Linked DNA regions of Sus scrofa: all the other regions are linked to region 3. Evidence: chromatin contacts called from public HiChIP or PLAC-seq data. All regions are on one chromosome and are shown on one strand. The core of a region is the stretch at or near the end of the contact, and the rest is flanking DNA. Distances in the headings are between cores, read along the strand shown.

The links. HiChIP or PLAC-seq counts read pairs in DNA pulled down with a chosen protein or histone mark.
Region 1: an H3K27ac HiChIP or PLAC-seq map of alveolar macrophages shows a contact between it and region 3. The contact joins the promoter of YPEL2 here to the promoter of CLTC in region 3. A contact is called at or near these places in 1 of 47 Hi-C or Micro-C datasets (embryonic fibroblasts) and 2 of 2 datasets of contacts at active chromatin or transcription factors (alveolar macrophages and skeletal muscle).
Region 2: a contact with region 3 is called in an H3K27ac HiChIP or PLAC-seq map of alveolar macrophages. The contact joins the promoter of SKA2 here to the promoter of CLTC in region 3. A contact is called at or near these places in 2 of 2 datasets of contacts at active chromatin or transcription factors (alveolar macrophages and skeletal muscle).

The regions. Positions count from the first base shown.
Region 1 is chr12:35,569,360-35,574,441 of Sscrofa11.1, reverse strand. It overlaps YPEL2 (protein yippee-like 2), which reads right to left and starts at 1,294. Exons shown (of 5, transcript XM_003131686.6): 1 at 814-1,294.
Region 2 is chr12:35,429,525-35,434,582 of Sscrofa11.1, reverse strand. SKA2 (spindle and kinetochore-associated protein 2) reads left to right here and starts at 1,289. Exons shown (of 4, transcript XM_003131674.5): 1 at 1,289-1,570. The coding sequence starts at 1,538. It overlaps PRR11 (proline-rich protein 11), which reads right to left and starts at 889. Exons shown (of 11, transcript XM_005668999.3): 1 at 756-889.
Region 3 is chr12:35,846,868-35,851,813 of Sscrofa11.1, reverse strand. CLTC (clathrin heavy chain) reads right to left here and starts at 2,433. Exons shown (of 32, transcript NM_001146127.1): 1 at 2,392-2,433. The coding sequence starts at 2,433.

The DNA.
Region 1 (5,082 bases), core at 45-2,544, 280 kb after region 3:
GGATAAAGGCACCCAGAGAGGTCAGTGGCCAAGGAGGATGAACTTGAAGCAGTGAGAGGTTGGGGCTGCCCCTCAGCACCAGTTCCTGGGAGGTACTCGCTGGAGAGGCCCCTACATTCCGGCGGGCAGGAGAGCACTCGCGCCCACCCCCTTGGCAAGGGCACTGGGGAGGCGCCGGGAAGCGGCCAGGCAGGAACTCGGCTGCGGTTACCTCGGCCCGGAGCTGGCCAAGCGCTCCTGGGAGTTTCGAGGGCGGCCAGTCCCCCGAAGGCGGGGGCACTGAGGGCGGCGCCCCCAGATCCAGTGTCTCCTGCGGAGACTTAGCGTCCTCGGAGACAGAAAACGCCCGTAGTCCCTACCCTGCCCCCCACGGAGTTTGAACTACGGGAACTACGCTAAGGAAGCAGCAGCAACTGAGTCTCCAGGTTCCCTCCACCCTACCCTCGCCGCCTAGCCGCGCGCCCCAGACTAGCCTGGCTCGCCACACAGGTCCTCAGCCCCGACCGGGGAACCCGGGCCACCTGGGCTCCCGCCGCGGGCCGCCGCCTGAGCTCCGCAGTGTTTGTAAACAAACCGGTCACGTGGCCCCGGCGGCCTGCTCCCCGCCCCCTGAGCCCGCGGCCCCCCGGGGAGACCCCCCCCCCAGCCAGACCCCGCCTCGGCTGCGAGGGGCAGAGGGCGCCGCGCGCTCTGGAGAAGCCGGGCCGCAGGAGCCACGGGACCTGAGCCCAGTGCCCGGGGCCGGGCGCCCGAACTGACAGCGCGTCCCACGCCCACGCACGCCCGGCCCGCGCAGCGCTCGCATCTGCTTACCCGGCAGCAGGCAGCCCCGTCCGGCCAGCGCTGAGCTCGGCTCCGCGGGGGTGCGCAGCAGCGAAGGACCGCCCGGCCGGATCCCGGGCTCTGGGCGCGCTCTTAAAGCCACAGTCTCCGCCACTGCCGCCGCCGCCACTCCGCATCCCTCCGGGTTGGGGCCGGGGGCTGCCCGGTGACGGACGCACCCCCGCGCCTATCCCCTCGGCTCAGCACATAGCAACACGTCGCGGGTTGGCTCGGCCCGGCCGCAGCCCATCCGCCCTGAGCCAATCAGCGAAGGACGGAACTCCGCCCCCTGCTTCCCCTACCTCCCACCCCCCACACCCCCACCCCTCGGGCCCGGCCGGGCTTGGGTGCGGGGAGTGCGGCGGGTGCCCAGTCTGGCCCGCTGAGGCTCAGCCAGTGGAGCCTGTCCAAGCAGGGCAGCTGGCCGGCGCAACAGGGAGAAAGGGTGATGTGGTTGGGTAGGCTCTCTCGGCGCCCAGGAGGAGACCGTTTATTTGAGTTTGGAGTTTGTCCCCAGGTCAAGGCTGGGATTTTCAGAACCCGGGGAAGGGAGAGGAGAGGCTTTACAGTGCTTCTCCTACTTGGGGCGGCCAAGAGAGTAACTCCCGGCTCACGCCTTAGCCATCCCTAACTCAGAGTCTAAGTTACCTGAAAAGGCTCTCGGGACCCGCAGGAGTTGAGTTTAATAAAGATGGTGACAGCCCGACAGGACCCTAGCCAGGCCCTACTCAAAAGCGAGGCATTTCCCCCTTTTCTCTCTGCTCTGCTTAAATGTAGCTAATTAAAAGTGGGAAAGACACATTCGGGGGACTTATAAGGCAACTAGCCCCCAATTGCTGGCGATTTCCCGATGCTTTTGGAGAGAAATGATTCGCCCAGGAGAATAGGATGGTCAGTGACCACAGGGGAGGCACCCACGTTCTGGGTCAGTGGAGTGGTGCTTTTCAAGGAAGAGAAGGTTAAAAAACAGCCCAGGGCAGTCAGGAAATCTAGGGAGGCACCAGGTGGGTGGGGTGGGACAGTCTCCCAGCAAGAAAACAGGTCAATTTCGGAAAGAATGCTGTCAGGGATCAGGGGCAGAGAGCAGCCCAGCCTTTTCAGCTGCCCACTGTGGTTCTGCAGTCCCTCAGAAAGCAGTAGGAAGCCCCATGTTTTATTGAGTTGCTGTCAGAATGTGAGATGTTTCCGGAGGTGCTGCTGACTTCAATCTCCTTCTACACACTGGTTTGCTCATAAAGGGAGAATGGCACTGGGGTAGGTCCCCAGATGCCTCAAACCAGGTACCCAGGTACCGGAACTCCACCCAGCTGTCTTTAAAATAGATGTGATTCAGTTAATATACTTTGTGTTCAGATTGTATTCAGTTAATACATATTGCATGGTTTGATATGAATCCAGTCCTAATGTTAGTAAAAAACAAACAAACAAAAAAAACCCCATCAAATCTGCAGTTCTCTGTAAGCAGGAACAGGTCACTGTTCACAAGCAACAAACTTGGAAAATCTAAAACAGAAAAAAAAATGCTTTTCAGATAAGAAAAATTCATGACCAAGAAAGGTTTAATAATTAATCTTTAGAGGTGGTAGATTCTTTAGGTGATCCAGAGCTTGATTTCTGCCCTGATCTGCCATGTGGGCATATTTCTTTATCTCTCTAGGCCTTAGTTTCCACTGTTTAAAACAAAGATTGAAATAGGATCATCTCTAAAGTCCCTTCCCCCTCTAAAATCTAAGCAGGGCCAGGAAGTCAAACTTGTTACAACATTTCAGGCTATATTCTCCTAGTGAATATTGGTGTTGCCAGATCACCTCTTCCCATCAGTGGATGTTGCTTTAGTTTAGCATCCTAGGATGTGGGTATGTTATGTAACAAGATTGGTGGCTACTGTTTCTGTTTAAATAAAAGATAATGTTAGCAAAGGAGGACAAGCCTGGGGCCCAGGTTCAGAGGGAGATCTGAGGACCCCTGCAGGCCTGCTGTGTGTATGCAGGGAACTGGAAGAGTCAAACAGGCTGCAAAAGACCAGGAGACAATAGAACCAGCCAGGCAGCCAACAAAAAAGATATAATAAGCCTCATCATGCCTCCTCCCAGTCAAAAGAGCCAAGCATTGTGAGTTGTTAGGCAAGAAGATAGAAGTGAAACAAAGTAGTAGAAGCAACTTCTCTTCCTCCCTGAAAGCAGCTCTGATGGCCCCTCCTCATATGCATTTACTCAGGGCCTGGTCTGTGCAGAATTTCCTGCTTGGCTTGGACCATAATATTCCTTTGAGTAAGAATCTACTTACTCAAAGGAGAAGATGAAGAGGCCAATGGAGAGTGTGTGAGAACAGACAGATACTTTTATCTGTAGGACAAAAAAGAAATGGAAAATTAGAGAGAGGTAAATAAATTTGTTTTGATTTAGCCAGAGGGTTGGTTGGTGTGTTTTTCTCTTTTTTAATCCTAGCAATGAAAGTTTGAGAAGTTCCTAGCCTCCCAGGCAGGTTATCACCTTGGCTTTGTCAGTGGCCAGGAACCTTGTCTGCTCTGTGTATGGCGAAATTCCTTCATTCCCAAAGGCTTTGCAGCCATTCTTTTCCTTCATTCCCTCTCTCCAATCCCACATTCCTAACTGTTGCCACATCCACAACACCTTTACCATGAAAAGATCACATTGAAAAAAAAAAATAATAAATCACATTGTGTTGCTGGCACATGGTGTTTTGGTCACATTGTGTTTTGTGTTTTGTTTATGGCCACACCCTTGGCCTATGGACATTCCCCGGCCAGGGATTGAATCCCAGCCATAGCTGTGACCCAAACGGAAGCCGTGGCAATGCCAGATCCTTGAACCCACTGCACCCAACCAGAGATCAAACCTGCACCTCTGCAGCAACCCCAGCTGCTACAGTTGGATTTGGAGTCCACTGTGCCACCGCAGAAACTCTGAAAAGGTCACTTTTATGTGCTCATCTTATTCAACCTCTCAGAGCATTTGGTGGTTTACATCTTCCTTTCCCTCACGCCCAAACCAGTGCATCAGCAGGTCCTGTCAGCTGCACTTAAAAAATGCATATTTGCTCTTGACACATCTGCCTCCATTACTAACACTCTGCTGGGAGCCACCAACATCTCTTGCCTGGGGTAAGCAACAGCCTCCCAGCTGATCTCCCTGCTTCCAGTCCATTCTCTACACAGCAGCCAGATGGCACTTCCTCAAAACAAACTTCTTGGAGTGACCACGAAGCCCTGCTAACCAGGCCAGCCTCTCTGGTCTTTCCTCGTTGCTCCTTTGCTCACGCTGCTCCAGTCAAGCTGGCCAGCTTTTTGTTCTCAGATGCACTGGGTCTAGTCTTGTTACAGTGTTTGTATCTGCTGTTTCCTCCACCTAGAACAGTTTGCCTCCAGAAAGCTGTCGCCTCACCCCTTGTTCTCAAATGCGTCCTCCACAGAGGCCTCCCCGATACTTAATCTTACACGCCTGCCAGAGTCCATGTTATTTTACCTACTCCCATCTATTCATAACACATATCACTCTCCAAAATTACCTTGTTTATGTATTTATTTGTTCTCTGTCTCATCCAGCTCTAAGGTGTAAACGGCATGAGAGCACCCGTGACTTTGTCGTGCTTCCAGTTGTGTCCTCAAGGCCAAGAACCGTGTTGGGCACTCAACCAACATTTGTTGAATAAATAACTGAACAAATGAATGAATATGCCCACCACCTCACACCCCAGCCCCTGAAGTTTCTTTCACTTTCTTTTATTCCCCTTCCCACTCCTTCTGCTTTTTTCCTCATTCCATCTCAAAGCGTTTTGCTTGATGACTCAATCCAAAGATCAGATCAAATGTCACTTTGAAGGAATTTCCCCTAACCGCTCTAGAAAAACTCAGCTTTTGCAGGATTCCCCTTGTGGATCAGTGGGTTAAGAACTCAACATAGCGTCCGTGAGGATGCAGGTTCAATCCCTGGCCTTGCTCAGTGCGTTGAGGATCCCTTGTTGCTACAAGCTGCAGGATAGTTCACAGACATGGCTTAGATCTGGCATTGCTGTGGCTGTGGTGTAGGCTGGCAGCTGCAGCTCCAATTTGACCCCTCGCCTGGAAACCTCCATATGCCATGGGTGTGGTCTTAAAATGGAAAAAACAAAACGAACAAAAAAATCCCCTGATCTTTCTCTTCTCCGTACCTGCCGTAGCACTGTATCCATAGCTCCATCACTTCACTCAACACTCTGCCCTCTCTATTAAGAGTTCTGTTATCCATTCTCTCTGCCAAT
Region 2 (5,058 bases), core at 40-2,539, 420 kb after region 3:
TTTTAGGGCTGCACCTGTGGCATATGGAGGTTCCCAGGCTAGGGGTCGAATCCGAGCTCCAGCTACCGGCCTACACCACAGCCACAACCACGAAGGATTCGATCTGCGCCTGCGACCTACATCACAGCTCAGGGCAATGCCGGATCCCTAACCCACTAACTGAGGCCAGGGATCGAACCTCTAACCTCATGGTTCCTAAGTCGGATTCGTTTCCGCTGCACTATAATGGGAACTCCCCATAGGGCTATTTCTGATATTTGCTTATATTTAATTTTACACTTTATGTTGTGCAGCATTGCTTTTTTAGTTCCCGTCTTGTTTCTCTAAAGAGATTGCAGCTCCCTAAAGCTTAGTCCAGCGCAGTACTAGGCACAAAGCAAACAGGGCATAATTTTAAAATTGCCACTCTCATAGAAACTCGAAAGATATTAAGACTATATCAAGGAACACAGTAGTTGGTTGGCTCTTCATCCCTGTCAAGAAATGTACTTTCTCAAACTTAAAGTGCAAAATAATCACAGGGGTTATTAAAAATTCATATTCTGATTCAGTAGGTCTGGGTGGAGCCAGATAATCTACATTTCTAACAAGCGCCCAAGTCATGCAGGTACTTTTGGGTTTGCAAACCACGTTTTGAACCGCAAGTAAAGGAATGGGCAAAAGGAAGGCAGATGCTTTACTCCAAAATATATTTTTGCAGAGCGTTAATTAAAAAGAAGTACGATTAGAGTGGACCCAGGCGGAGTACTTCTTACCCAAACTCAGAACACCTCCATCTCCCCTCCGAGTCCAGCCAAAGTCCCCACCTTAGTAAACCGTAAGAACACAAGCAGCAACAGGCCCAGCTATGGCAGATGCGAGCCCAGGTAACAAAAGAAGATCTCCCTGCACTTACTAGTCTAAGAGGCCAGGGGTTCGATGACGTCCCGGGAGTAGCCGCTCCCTCGCCATAAAGAAAAATTCAAAATTAAGACCTTATCGTGGAGGGACCAATCATAGCCTTTGTCTCTTCACCATTTGCTCTCTGCGTAGTGCAGGAGCGCAGCCTAGCTTCTGACTGGCTGAGGTTGCACCACGTTCTGGCCAATCAGAGCTGAGGCGCTTCTAGTATGAATAGGGGGAAGGCGGGAGCGAAGTGGAGGGGAAGCAGCCGAGGAAAGGTGTGTCACGTCCCCGTTGTCGCTTGTGGAAGCTTTTGTGTAATTGGTTGGCTCTTCTTCCAATTGCACCAATCGGAAGCTCTTCTCTGAGGAACTCTAACTGTGAAATTGAAAGTAGAGATGAGGATGCAGCCAATGGAAGAAAAAAAATGTATAGCAGCCAATCCTCCTGCGGCGTTTTGTGTCCTCGCCCAACAAGAAAATGTGTTTCATGCGTAGGGGCGTCTCCCAATCGCCAATGGGCGGGCACTGGTGAAGCGGAGGAACCAATGAGTGCGAGGTGTTGAGTGACAGCTGTCCAATAGGGACCCTCAGTGCTAGTACGGTTTACGGCTTAAGCGCCGCCGCCGTGGTCTGAGGAATGTCAACTATTCAACATGGAGGCGGAGGTCGATAAGCTTGAACTGATGGTGAGTGTAAAGTGAAGGAGATCTGCTGGGTAGTTCATTTTTCCCGGATGGCCTCCAAGGTGGAACGCAATTAGGAGTCGCCGGAAATCCTGGGTGGTGGAGGCTGGACTAGACTAGCTCCCTCCTCCTGCACCGAAGGGAGTCGCCACCGCCTGGTTTCTTTTAACCGCCACGGGGAAAGGCGTTACATCCGGGAAACTCGTGAGGGAAATGGCGGGAGATGCTGAGGGTGCGGGGCCTTTGGAATTCCTTGTTCCTTGACCTCATCTTTCCGCCTCTTAAGGAGCTGTGGCTGGTGCAGACAGCCTTCTGTGTATTTCCACCAAAAAGGCGTGATTGGAATGGTTCCTTTACACCCTAAGAAGGGGCGAGGTCGTTTGCACTCCGAGAAACGGGCATGGAGGGTGGGGTGGGAGTAAACCGAGAGGGGCGGAGAGAAATCCCTTTAGGACTGAACCGTCACATTCTCGGCAAGCTGAAAAAGTCTGAGATAGGATTCTAGACTTGTGTGCATAACTTCCTATCGGCCAAGGAAGCTCCTCGTTTCTCTTTGGCCCTTCGGTGAGGGAGAGAAGGGAATCTGAACCAGGAGCTCCTTTCCTGGAGCGCGGGCGGGACTGGGACGTGGACGGCACCCCTGCTCTGGAGTTGCCTAGTTTCATTCATTGTGAAAGTAGGGGGCGGGGGCGAGTAACTGGAAAGGACTCCTGCTGCTGCTTGGCCTGCAGGAGCGCGCCAAATTGCAGGCCGTCCTAGTTTCTCCTTTGGATCCTTGCCTTACTTGTTCTCTTTATTCTCTCCCTTCCATCCCTAAATTACCCACTTGGTCGCCCGCGCTTTTTTTCTTTTTAGTTCCCTTGTTCTGTCTTCAGTCTTTTCCCCTCCTGTATTACATGTGTTTGGATTGGGCTGACTTCCTTTAAAATGTGGAATTTGGAGGGCTCATCCATTATTGAATTCCTGTCCTTTTTTTGTTAAAGGAAAATAACAAGATTAAGTAAAGAAGCCATCTCCATCGCAGTCCTTTCCTCCTACCACTGCCATTCCCTGGCATTACTGCTCAGGTATCATTGTGCCTTTGCTGCTTCCTTCAAGATGAACCTTGGGTCTCTTAAATACCTGCAACACTTAAATACCTGCAACGTGTAGTGATCTTGGAAGAAACAGTATCATCGTCACACCCCATTCCCACCCCCAGAAAGTTTGAGACCTTGATGTATGTTAGTATTTTTTTTTCTAAGATATTAAATGAATTGTAGTGTTTTAGTGTCTCGCATATACAGAATCAACTTTCATTTGCTTTCAGTTGTTTCTGAAATTTTAATTTTCTTTTGCGGGGAGTGTGTGTGGAAATTGGAAAGGTAAGAAATGGCTGCAAAGAAGGCAGCTTTTCTGTTTCTTTTTTTTTTTTTTTTTTTTCTTGCCATTTCTTGAGCCGCACCCGCGGCATATGGAGATTCCTAGGCTAGGGGTCGAATCGGAGCTGTAGCCACCAGCCTACGCCAGAGCCACAGCAACTCGGAATCTGAGCTGCGTCTGCAACCTACACCACAGGTCCCGGCAACACCGGATCCCTAACCCACTGAGAAAAGCCAGGGATTGAACCCGCAACCTCATGGTTCCTAGTCAGATTCCTTAACCACTGAGCCACGACGGGAACTCCAGAAGGCAGCTTTTCAAACCTAACTTTTAGTTCAAAATTTTGTTATTCTTACCATTAACTGTCTTTCAGAAATGCAAACATGTTAAGTATTGTAGTTCGATTCTATCAACAGGCAAAGATGTTAATATGGTCTTGCCTTCTCCATTATTATTCCTCACTCCAGATGGGTATCTCTGACTAATTATAGGATGCTAAGTGATACTAATTATGCTCTTAACAGTATTTTTCCCCTTCAGGTTTTAATTTTGAGGTACTACTTAACCCTTTTCCGAATTTTGCATTAGAGTCAATATTCTCCCAGGATATTTTTTATGGCTTTTTTTTTCCCCCTGCTTTTTTTAGGGCCATACCTGCAGCATAAGGAGGTTCCCAGGCTAGGGGTCTAATCCGAGCTACAGCTAAGGGCCTAGGCCACAGCCACAGCCACAGCCACAGCCACTCCAGAACGGAGCTGCCTCTGCGACCTTCACCACAGCTCACAGCAATGCCGGCTTCTTATCTCATTGAGCAAGGCCAGGGATCAAACCTTCAACCTCATGGTTCTTAGTCGGATTCGTTTCTGCTGTGCCACAGTGGGAACCCTCCAGGATATTTTTTAGATTGAACACATTTTAAGGGGAAAACAAGTACATGTACCTCTTGGGAAAAAGTGGGTTTTAGAAAATTTTGAGGTAGCTAGTCTTAAACTTTTAGATAGTTGAATGATGGAGTAGTTTGGAAAAATGCTTTTCATGGAAGAAAGAATAAAGCAGGTTTTTCTTCACAAATTGCTTTTAAGTAACTTAGTCATAGCCTTTTTTTTTTTCTTCTTTTCCCTGTTCAAACTATGAGCTTATTATTAGTTTGTTTCCATAATCATTAGGGTTTAAAAATTGTGTTTGAACTGTTATTATAGTTTTATTATTACCATTTTATATTGATTGGATAGTATAAAGGACTGCATCTCTTCTTTAGATTTGCCATGTGAAAAAAATGTTATGTCTGTGAACTGGTTTATTTGCTAATATTCTAAAGGTAAATGATTTCCTGTGCATTCCTCTGATATATGGCTTTATATTACTTAAATAAAGGATTTGTTGAGGAACCAATGTTGAATATTTAATAAGTGAAATAGAATGCCTATTGTTTAACTTTGAAAAGAAAGTACTTATCTTAATTTTTAGACAAATATCCTGATCCTCTTATATTAAAAAATTTAATATTTTTTGCTTGTTTTAACTTCTGATTCAGGAAATTAAATATAGATTTTTAAATACTTGTCTTTAAACATGATCCTTGACTAGCAGAGTTGAAATATTCTAATATCTGAGTTATGTGGTCTAGTATTTGAGGTCAAGACATTTATGTTTCAGCTCTCTGAATTTGAGTTCATTTCTTAGTAGGGTCAATCCTACCAAGTAGCTGAAGTGGACATTTAAAGGAAGATTGGTGAAAATAATGGAAAGTGTTTTCGCATCAATCAACATTATTAATGGAGGAATAAGCTCATTGTAAGATAATCTTTGTTCTCTAACTTTTTTCCCTCCACTTATTGAGTGGTATTTGTCTAGTATCCTTCTTTTGTGATACCACTAGTGTCTGTGCACAAAAGGTAGTGCAATGTGATATATGATACTTCACTCTTTCTGAGCTGATATCTGACTTTAGAATGGTTTCTTACCAGTTTTAAGGTTACAATGTTAATTGGCTTGTATCCAAGGAAACCTGATTCTTAAATCTCAGAGTCTTCTCCTCCCATTAGTATTTTCTCCTTGATTTTTCTGCACTTGAAGGAAATGGAGATATTTCCTCCTGCATTTAAGATGTTTTAGGGGTTAACTGAAGT
Region 3 (4,946 bases), core at 1,184-3,683:
ATTTAATAGTCACTTGATGCAGTTCTGAGCCTTGATGGATGCTTTATCTGGCCAACAGTTCACCTTGTGAAGCTTTCACAGGCTAACTCTACACTCAAATTCCTCAATTCCAATTTCCAATTTTTATCCTAAGTGTTTCAGAAAGTATTCTGCTCCTAGCAAACTGGCAGGCAGTCAGAAGTCAAAAACCTAAGATGCCAATTAAAATAATCCTTATTAATTTTTATAAAGGGAAGGGACACTAATGAGAAGTCAGGCGTTATCCTGGAAGAGGTTGGTGATTAGGGCCCTGTGCAATCAATCATTATCAGCTGGAGTATACAGTCACCTTAGCATGCTTAAGCATGGCATATATATTGCTCAAAAAAATGAATGACTAAATTCTTCAAATACATTTGCGAGGTTACTTTACATTCTTCAAATTATTTGAGAAGGAAATGGCTTCACTTAAGTATTTGCAAAAACACTGAACCACTTAGAAATTAGACCCGTATTAAATCTGTCTTCAATTAGTGACAAGGTTGGAGTTCCATCTTTGGGATTATTCAACAATCTTGTCTCCTCTTTAACAAAAATGAAAAACTATTGTTCAAAACACCACTAGTCAAGAAATAAGGTTTACTAGTGGGTGGGCTATACCTCTGCTTTGTAATACAAACAATCGTAACTGCTTTTTTTCCTGTATGATTTTACAAACTTGTCTGCAGGAAGATTACAGTCCAGAAGCACTTTAGTCTGAGGACAAGGCTGTGTTTTCCCCTCAAACATTACTTTCCTAACCCCTGACAATCACTTACACCCCCGCCTTAAGAGAAGAAACCACAGCAACTAAAATTTGGATTGAGCATTAACAACTTCTGTATCCATTTTTCCACATAATGTTTTTTAACCTTTTGTAAAATAGTGTTCTACTACATCTGATAACCAAAGATAGCTGAATAAAGTGTATTCCTTAACTCATTTTTTGAGGAGATGATTATATTTCAAGACTTAAAGGAAAAGAAGTCTTGGTGATGCAAGTGTTACCTGTAAAAAAATTATTATGTTGGTAGTCAGAATATTAAACTTTTTTATTAACAGTAATCCTTTATGTATAACAATGGCAAGTAGAAAATAAAATAGCCTTCAATAGTAAAGTGTCCAAAAGGTCACTAGTATTAGTGTCACATCATTCCACTGGTACCTCTTTTGTAATAATAACATTACAAAATTAGTCCTTCAAATGACTGAACTGAGGCAGGCCTCTTTAAGGAAGTAACTGGAAAGAAAGCCTATTTTATGGATAAATTATTTCAGCCAAAGTAGAACCAGGAAAATTGGAAGCTCAAAAGAGACTTAATTCAGTCAAGCCCTCCAACGATCACCTGCCTGGGCCCGCCACGGGCATGTTGCCAGATAAGACAGTCTGTTGCCTACAGGATAATGCACCATGGGGAAGAACTCTAGAAGCTACTAAAGGAAGCCAACGGCAGACCAAATAACCTTGCATATCTCCGGGCAGGTGTGCTCTATCTCCAGGGCTCATTCAATTCCATGCAATCCTGAGGGAGATACTCAGGGCAAGCCAACTACCCGCTGGACCAGCAGACCCCAAGATAACCTCTGGACAACTCTTTTTCTCCCTTCTAGAAGCAAAGAGGGAATAAAAGCCACACCATTCCCAGAGAAATCAAAAAAGGGGAGAAAAGCCGAGTTCTCCTAGAAAACTTGATCCCACACACTCTGCGACTGACACCGCCCTGAGAAATATGTTCCCCCATTCTATCCTCCTTTTCCTTCAGTGACCTTCTCTGTTCCTACAGCCTCAGGGAAGGCGAGAGACATGCCACCGCCGTCCCCCCCCCCCACCCCACCCCAGGGAAGGTGCCTTTCCTGTTGAGAGCCGCAGAGGGAGGAAGAAAAAAGGCTGCTCCTCCCCAACCCACCCGCGCCACAACTCCAGGGTGCAGACACGAAGGGGAAATGGTAAGAGAGAGAGCAATGGGAGGTGACAGTCCTGCACTGGCCTAGGGGATAAGAATTCTTGCTCTACAAGAAACGCGGGAGAACCCTTCCCCCGCCCCCAACCTACCCAAATGAATGAACTGGATAAAACCGGGGGGTGGAAAGGTTAGTATGCGCAGTTCTTGTCATCCAGGAAGCGAAGATGAAAAAGCCTTCAAATCCAGGCCTGGCCTCGCTCCCCTATGTACCCAGACTCGCGTCCTTTCCATCCAAGCCCCCACATCATTTAACCCTTTAAGCTTTCCAAATAGTGCCCCCATTCTCCATCTACCCCAGGAACCGATTACCACCCCCCCATTCTACCCTTTTTGCTTGGGCTCAGACTCCAACTTCTTCCTTCCTACCGCCCTCTCTACATAGCCTTCACCAGCCAGGGCCCCACCGCACCTGAAGATGCTCCTGAAAACGAATTGGCAGAATCTGGGCCATGGCGCTGTCGGGGGGTATGGTCTCCTCCTGTCACTGGGGCTGCGGGGCAGTGGCTGCCCAGGCTCTCCAAGGGAGAGGAGGAGAAGGGGGAGGGGGAAGGCTGGGCTCGGCAGGATAGTCTCCGGGGACGCAGGAAACTGGCAGGCAGACGAAAGAGCTCAGGTCGGGGGCGGAGGCTCCAGGGTCCGGGAGAGCCGCAATGGCGGAACCGGGCGCAGCGCAGACTCCGGAAACGGCTGAGCCCTGCGGAGGGATCCTGGCGACAGAACTCCGCCCAAGTTGCCTCACCCCCTCCGCCTTATGTACCCCTCCACGGAGTGCCGCGATACAGCGGAGGCGCAGGAATTTGGGGCGCAGTGCGCTAAAAGCCTCACTTACTGCTACGACACGGTGGTAAATAGAGGACTCGAAGGGACTACTTTTTTAGCCTCATCACTTTCCCCGGCCGCCTGCTTTCCCTCCACCCTCCCCTTTTTTTTTGCATTTTGCCACATCATGCGACTAGGGGCGACTAACGTCATTTCCGTGGGCGCTTTAGGTCCCACCCACGTACTTCCGGGTGCACGTGATGCTGGTCGGGAAAGGTCGGCTGCTTACTGCTAGAATGCAGCGCGAATTTTAGGGAAGTGCGGCGTCTCCTGGGAATGAGGTGGCTGTTGGGCCGCCTTGAGGAACGGCGGTGCTGGTCCCTTCCCCTGTGGGCCTTACCTATTTAAACCGAGTCCCCTTACGAAGAAGACGTGGCGTGGGCAGATGGGCCCAGCCTCCCGCCCTCTCCGTGACTCAGGGAAACCGCCTCCCTGCAGAGCGCTCCTGGCAGCCGGCTGCGGCGCTCCTCCCCCGCCTAGTTTCATGTGGTGGGTGGTTTGTTACTTCCCAGGGAGGAGGGTATGAAATGGGGTTTAAAAACCCTCTCTGCACTTGTGCACGCCCTTCTGCCGTTTGCAAAAGCTGACGCTTGGGTTCTAACTAGAACTAGTAGTCTCTTCGGATATTAAACAGTTGGTTCACAGGACAGTGAAAGTCATTTATGAGTATCTCAAGCTGGCCTTGTGATAGCCTTTCTTAACGTTTCTGCGGACATTTTGGCGGACGTGTATATGGGTCTAGCTTCGTAATAAATCGTGTTGAAGAATTGTAGTGTCATGAATACACTTAAGAATTGGACTAAAATTGTAGTAGGAGGGTTTTTTAAAGTCATGTCTAGTAATGAGCCTCAAAGATTTCTTAAAGATAGTATGTAAAAACCTCGGTGTGGTTAATGTACACGCTTGGAGAAAGGGATTAACTATTACTGGTCTATTTCCCTGGGACCACCTGAACACTGTAAATTAGCAGTTTGGGGATGCAAGAGCTTCAAAGGGGGAGCACCGCGTCTTCTAACAGCATTAAGGTATCTAAGGTATTCATTATCGATTAATAAACTTCCCAGTACTTTATTGCTAAAGTATAAGCTGTAATATTGCATAATAGCCCAAATACAATAAAGTGAATTTTGTACTTTTCATCTTGTAAGAGATGTGATTGTTTTTCCAGAAAGATCTTGAAAAATTCAAGTACACATTAATTAGTGTCCTTTTCAGTTAAATATAAAACCCTATTAGGTATACAATAATTTTGTGTGTTAAGCAGTTTTGCTTAAAGAAATTTGCTTAATCATTTAAATTGCTTTAAATGTTTTTCCCAAAGTATATCTCACATACTGAGGATGAGAGAAGAATCTTTGGCCGGTAAGGCAGCAGACTGTTCTGCAAAGAAAAGCTTTGCCACCATGTCGTCAGAGTGACTATTTATGCTTGGCAAAATTTCATTGTGTTTTGTTAAGCCACATACTTGAAGATGTTTTGTATTCTGCAACATTTGAAATTACTTTCTGATACCAGTTTAGTAGTAGCTGCTTTGAATCTTTTTTGGAAGTAGACAAATTCTAAATTAAATATCTAAAGGTGTTTTATTACAGTAAAAGCAATAGTTTAATCAAGTTATATTTCCAGTTTCAGAATCTGGAATACAAGAGCTATGTCGTGAACCAATTACCAAAATTTTTATTAATAACTGGAATACAAGAGCTATGTCATGAACCAGTTACTAAAATTTTTATTAATTTTTATTAAATTTTTAATAATAACTTGCATTTTCAAACAGACCGTAATGTTAAATAATTTAGAATTCCCCAAAGTAATTGATTTTAGCTTGAGTATTTAGTGTGGAATAGCTAAGCAAAAGTGCACTGAGATTCTGTTAAAGTGACTGCTGTGTCATCACACACAGAAATCTAATAAATGCATTGTTTTCAGAAATCATTTAGAGAGAAGAAAAATAGATTTAATACGCCCGCTCATTTCGAATACTGTGTCCTTCAAGACGATAAATCAAAAGGTTTTCAAAAGAAAAAGTGGTCCAAATCAAAAACATTAAATAAAAAGCAAAACCCAAACCTATTACTTTTAAAGATCAATAATTTTGGCTGAGGTAATGAGAGTTTTTTATGTCAGTATACTGTTCTTGCTAAT